2 separate regions of the Mus musculus genome follow, and region 2 is linked to region 1. A link is a contact called in public HiChIP or PLAC-seq data. All regions are on one chromosome and are shown on one strand. The core of a region is the stretch at or near the end of the contact, and the rest is flanking DNA. Distances in the headings are between cores, read along the strand shown.

Region 1 (2,943 bases), core at 380-2,879:
TTTGCCTTTATAAGAGTGGCCTTGGTTATGGTGTCTCATCATAGAATAAAACCCAAACTATGACAGGTAGGCTACCTGTTTTAACTAGATAATTTATACAAAAAGCTATTATAGCTGGAATACTTAGGAATACTATGTTAAGAACAAACAGTAAAAGAGTAAAAAACACAGGCTAGAAAACATATCTTAATATTTCCCGAGCGCCCTAAGATCTTTTACACACAGCCAGTGGCCTTATATAGCTATTAAATAGATAAAATAGTCTAATTTAAGGTGGCATGTGCTATAAGCATGAAATACATACCTTACTTTGAGAATTTAACACACACAGTTAAACAGAAACATAATGCCACTAAAATGTTAATGTTCTATCATACATTGACTTAAAACATATGATTAAAGTTAATTTCCCTTTTCCCTTGAATTTTTTTCAGATGGTACTTCTAGAGAAATGTCAACTGTGTGGCTTAAACTATGTTTCTACTGAGCTGTGGAGCTGTAGATAGTCTTGTCAAGGTGCTCCTGAAGTATGATTGAACTCACTTTTTCCAGTTTATAGCCCCATTCTGCCTCTACAACATCCTATACTATAAAAACAAATACTAAGAAAGCTTTAATTAACTGTTGTTCTCACCTGCCAGAAAATGAAATGTTCCCGGATAATATTCTTCACAGCTTCATTGCTCCATACATCACGGTTGAGGCACTGGCATGCAAAGTCTTGTACATTTTGAATGTTTATCATCAGCCACTTATTCTGCATCTGGCCACACTCTTTGGCCTGTAAGAGTAAAATTTCCATATAGACACTTAGCACACTTTTAAAAATGACACTGAGGACTCATCAGTTCTCTGTGCAGAGCACAGTGGTTAATACATAAATTCACAATTGGCCAAAGTGAGGAGACAAGCATCAGTGGCGTGCTCAGGCACACATGGGACATCTAGAGTACTGTCCCTCCTAGCGCTAGGCTTAGGGACCATCATGAAAGAGAGAGTTAAAGTTTTAAGAGCCAGACATTGGAGAGGACCAGACTACAACATTTATCTTCCGGACCATGACAGGACAACATTCTAGCCTGGGGTATGAAGGAAAAGATATGAGTCCCCAACTGAGGAGCTACTGACAGATGATGGCTGCTGGGGCAGGGAGAACCAATTCTATCATCCCTGGTAGAGTGACCATGCTCCAGTGGATGTCCTCTGGACCATCAGGGTAAGAATAGCACATACTGGACTTGATGGTTGTTGACAAGGCAGAGACAGGGGCTACAAAAGTTAAGAGGAATGCCCAGGTTGAGTGTGAATCTGTGTGTTAGAGAAATAGGGGATAAATATGATAAAAATATATTGTAACAAATTCTAAGAGGGTACACACCTTAAACGCACTGTGTAGGCAGAGACATGTAATACATACTGAGTTCCAGGGCTACAAAGAGAAACCTTGTCTCACATCCTGCTGTCTCCCCCAAAAGAAATTATCAATGATTAGTAAGGATAGTTTTAAAAATATCTAGAGGCTGGGCTGCAGTCTAGAAGTTAAAAAGTAGTTGATGCTCTCATGGAGAAATGGAATTTGGTTCCTACAACCTATGTCCAATAGCTCACAGCTCAAGGAAATCTGATGCCCTCTGCTGGCCCCCGGGGCAACTTCTATTGCATGTTTATTTATACACACATATGCAAGTAAATAATACAACTTTTAAAATGATATCTAGAATTTTTGGTATTATACAGTACGATTTTACACGTTTAATTCTTGTGGTGGCTGTCAACTTGACTGGTTTAGGAGAAATACAGGACTGGTGAAACGTTCCTGTCTCTTTGCTGTACTTCAGAAAGCACAGATCTGTGGCACATGAGTAGGAAAAAAAGGCCCACTCTGAAGTTAGCCAGCACCAGCCACTAGATGGATGGGAATTGGAGGAAGAAGTGTATATATGTCCATAAGCCCATTTCTTTCTCCATGTACACATGTGGTCATTGGATCATTAGACTCCAGCTCCCTAGTAAGCCTTCAGCACCAGAGTGGAATAGCTGAGACATAGCTTCTTGGATTGAGCAGCTGCTGTGTTCTGTTTCTCTAGTATACAGATAGCTATTGTTGAACCACCAACTTTTACCATTAAGCTAACCTAAGAAGTCGTCACACACCCCCTCCCAGCCAATAACATGCACGATAGTCTAATGACTCTGCCCCTTTAGAAACTTCAGTTAGTACATAAAGCAGAGAAGAGAATCTAAGAATCTTGGCTTCTAGCTAGCTGCTTGTGCCCCACCTATGAAACTGTGCTGCCCATTTTCTGCAATAGTCTTCCCCCTCAACAAACCTTCCCTAGAAATGTCAAATATATTGAAGGTATAATAGTTTTAATTTTTATCAAGTTTGTTTGTTTTTAAAGATTTATATGTTTGAGTGTATATATGTACGTGCCTCCTGGCTTTGGGGACCAGAAGGAAGCATCATATCCCTTGGGACTGCAGTTAAAAGCCACCATGTGGGTGCTGGGAACTGAACCTGGGTCTTCTGCAAGAGCAACAAATAATCTTAATTGCTAAGCCATATCTCTAGCCCTTGTTGTTTTCTTGATGACAGATATTCTCACTATGGTGATACAATCAACTACACCTGCCCTTTTTGGGGTTATCTTTTTGTGTACTGTATAAAGACTGTTTTTTATTATACAAATGCTAATTTCTGGCTACATCATATTTTATAAATACCCCCTATATCATCCTCTGATTGGTTTAATAAAATGCTGATAGCCTATAGCAAAGAAGGAGAGAATAGGTGGGACTTCCAGCAGACAGGAACTATGGGAGTCAGACACAGAGGAAGAAGCACACAGGGACTAAAAGACAGGTAACTAATGAGCCATGTGGCAGAACACAGATTAACATATATGGGTTAATTTAAGTTATAACAGCTAGTTGGAAAGAGGC
Region 2 (2,700 bases), core at 12-2,511, 59 kb before region 1:
CTAGATGGTTCCAGGTCAGTGGCTATACATAGTGAGATCCTGTATTAATGCCTCAGAGCCAGCACTGGTGAGGCAGAAATAGGCAGATCTCTGAGTTCAAGGCCAGCCCGGTCTACAGAGGGAGTTCCAGGACAACCAGGGCTACATAGAGACACCTTGACTTGAAGAAACAAACTCACAAGCAAGAGCAAAGAAACAAAACCAAAACACTTTAAGTCCACCAAAATTTTTAAGCCCAACTGAAAATACTTGTCTCAGCCTCCTGGGTGTCTGAATTCTAGTTGTGTATCACCACACCCAGTTTTCAAACTTTAGCTCGTTTACTGCATACGTAGTAAGATGTAGGAAGCTAACTTTATAGCATCATTGCAAACACACCTGAAACCTATTTTATAAATCCTTACTATGTGAACACAGCGGGGATTTCTATTGTAGACCAGTTGTCTGTATTTAGTTAGTTGCCATCCAACTAAACTGTCTTCACAGCCCAATAGTAAACTGGGACTCAGAGTTGGGTGGCATAATCCAACTCTGAACTTTCCGCTTACTGACGAAGACACTAGCTCAGTGGTGAACTAAGTTTCTCACCCACGGAAGTTTGCCCGTAAAATTCAAACTCTGGTCTGGTCTCACACCAGTGCGGTTTCTTCGTAAGACCTGTGCCGGGTGGGTCCCTCGCTCATTCACTCACACTTTGTACACAAACACAAGTGCAAAGCACCACCCCCAATTCCTGATCTTACATTCTCCTCCAAGTCAGCCCTCAAAGTCGCTGCTTGTCGGTGAGCGCGCCCTCGCAGCCGCTGCTTCATGGTCCCTCGGATCAATCCCCTCAGTCACTATCCATCGATCAGTCAGTCCCCGGGTAGTCACTGCTGCATACTTACTCGGTCATGGTCCCGTCGCAGCCTCTGCCTCGTGCTCTCCGAGGTCAGAGTCCCTCGCATTTACTGCTCCGGGGGTCACAGACCCCTCACAAGCGGCCACCCCTGGGTCACAGTCCTCTTGGCTGTCATTGTACCTCGGTCACAGTAGCCTCCTGCTTCACACTTTCCCTAGCTGTCACTGGCCCACTCTTCAGTCGCAGCCCCCTCACGCTCCCAGCCCGCCTTTGTCCTCGCAAAGCACCCACTACCCGGAGTTTCCTTACCTCAACTCCTCCAGGCTCCGGTCCCCCTCGGATCCCTTCCCCGCGCCGCGTCACCGACTAGCGAAGTCAAATGGGTTGCGGGGAGACGCCCGGGAAACATCTGACCGGACTGCGGACCGGAAGTCCCGCCTCCCGCCCGCCCTCTTGTCAATGCCACCTCCGCATTCCTGAAAACCACAACCTGACAGAGTAGTTCCGCTTCCAGAGGGGCCGGGCGCGTGGGGTGACTGAGCCGAAGCGCTGGAGGCAGGCGCGGGGTCGGCGGGCTCGGAATTCCGGATGTGTGGCGCCTCCTGCCGCCGGTCTCCCGGCGTCCCCTGCGCCCGCTGCCCCTCGCCTTCTCCGCAGGGCTGGGGCTCCGATGTCCGACCTCCCCGAGGACTTCGAGCCCGCCGGCTCGGTCAGGCGAGCTCGGGTCTGAGCTCATCCTCTGTCTGCCAGTTATTCGGACCTGGGTTGACTCATCAGAAAACGAGCCTAGAAATCGACCCGGGAAGTAGTGGAGCAGGAGTAGAGGCGAGGGCAAAAATGCACAGACAAGGAGGCTGTAGTCTAGGGAACGAACTTCCTACGGTGAGCTTTTGGGGGATTTTGTTTGGCCGAGTCCCCCCCCCCCACACACACACACACACAACACACTTCTAAGATTTTGTGTGTCCACGGAGGCCATAAATGGGGTGACATGTCTTGGAGCTAGAGTTAACGGGCCTTTGTGAATACCTGGGTGCTGGGACCTGAACTCTAGTGGGTTTTGTTTTTTTTGGTTTTTTGGTTTTTTGTTTTTTGTTTTTTGTTTTTTTTTTTTTCGTTTTTTCGAGACAGGGTTTCTCTGTGTAGCCCTGGCTGTCCTGGAACTCACTCTGTAGACCAGGCTGGCCTCGAACTCAGAAATCCACCTGCCTGTGCCTCCCCAGTGCTGGGATTAAAGGCGTGCACCACCACTGCCGGGCTAATTCTAGTCTTAATTGAACAGTAAGTGCTTTTAACTCTTAACCACTGAACTCTCTCTCCAGACTTTTTGAGGGGAATTAAAAGTAACTATCAGACATGGCCTTTACTGTTGCCGAGACTGGCCTGGACCTTACTATTTGTCCCATGCCGGCCTTGAATTTGCAGTGGACCTCCTGCCTCAGACTCTAGAGTGCGGTCATTAGCCGCCACACCCTGTGCAATTCTGTAGCTGTAAGGCAAGTGGGAAGAAAACTCTACAGGAGAAAGATGGGGGGGGTGGGGGTAGACTTTTATGTATTTGTTTGCATTTTTTACTTGAAGATAACTGAGAGGAAAGAGGATGGGTGAACTTGTGCATCTGCTGAGGTGCTTCTAAGGAGAAAAATGATTAAAAGCTAGCACACACACTTAAGTTCAAATAGGTATTTGGACTTGGCAGATAAAATGCCCCCAAAAAAGGACTTCGTAGCTGGAGGAGACACCAAGGGCCTCTCTGGGGAAGATGGGCATCACAAAGGTAGTAGTTTAGACTGTAGCTAACATAGAAACCTAGGAATCTTTTTATGGTGGTGGTTATTTTCTAGACAGGGTGTCTCTGT

The links. HiChIP or PLAC-seq counts read pairs in DNA pulled down with a chosen protein or histone mark.
Region 2: an H3K4me3 HiChIP or PLAC-seq map of bone marrow-derived macrophages shows a contact between it and region 1, with 2.7 times the contacts expected there. The contact joins the promoter of Pcyt1a here to the enhancer-like site in region 1. A contact is called at or near these places in 9 of 39 promoter capture datasets (the 3T3-L1 cell line, the HPC-7 cell line, HPC-7-derived erythroid cells and 4 more), 2 of 15 datasets of contacts at CTCF or cohesin (CD8 T cells and the G1E-ER4 cell line), 16 of 484 Hi-C or Micro-C datasets (CD8 T cells, the CH12 cell line, ECoMG myeloid progenitors and 11 more), 10 of 115 datasets of contacts at active chromatin or transcription factors (CD8 T cells, the HPC-7 cell line, bone marrow-derived macrophages and 5 more) and 4 of 9 other capture datasets (adipose tissue, liver, macrophages and 1 more).

Annotation. Positions count from the first base shown.
Region 1 is chr16:32,370,232-32,373,174 of GRCm38.p6, reverse strand. Ubxn7 (UBX domain protein 7) reads right to left here. Exons shown (of 11, transcript NM_177633.4): 6 at 635-781. Among named protein-coding and RNA genes, the nearest start is that of Tm4sf19, 29 kb to the left of the region's middle. Within about 2 kb of position 1,629, at least 2 of the 459 cell types and tissues checked have an H3K27ac peak or open chromatin away from gene starts, as enhancers often do. A contact at or near this core is called in bone marrow-derived macrophages, where this site is marked.
Region 2 is chr16:32,429,482-32,432,181 of GRCm38.p6, reverse strand. Pcyt1a (phosphate cytidylyltransferase 1, choline, alpha isoform) reads right to left here and starts at 1,261. Exons shown (of 9, transcript NM_009981.4): 1 at 1,151-1,261.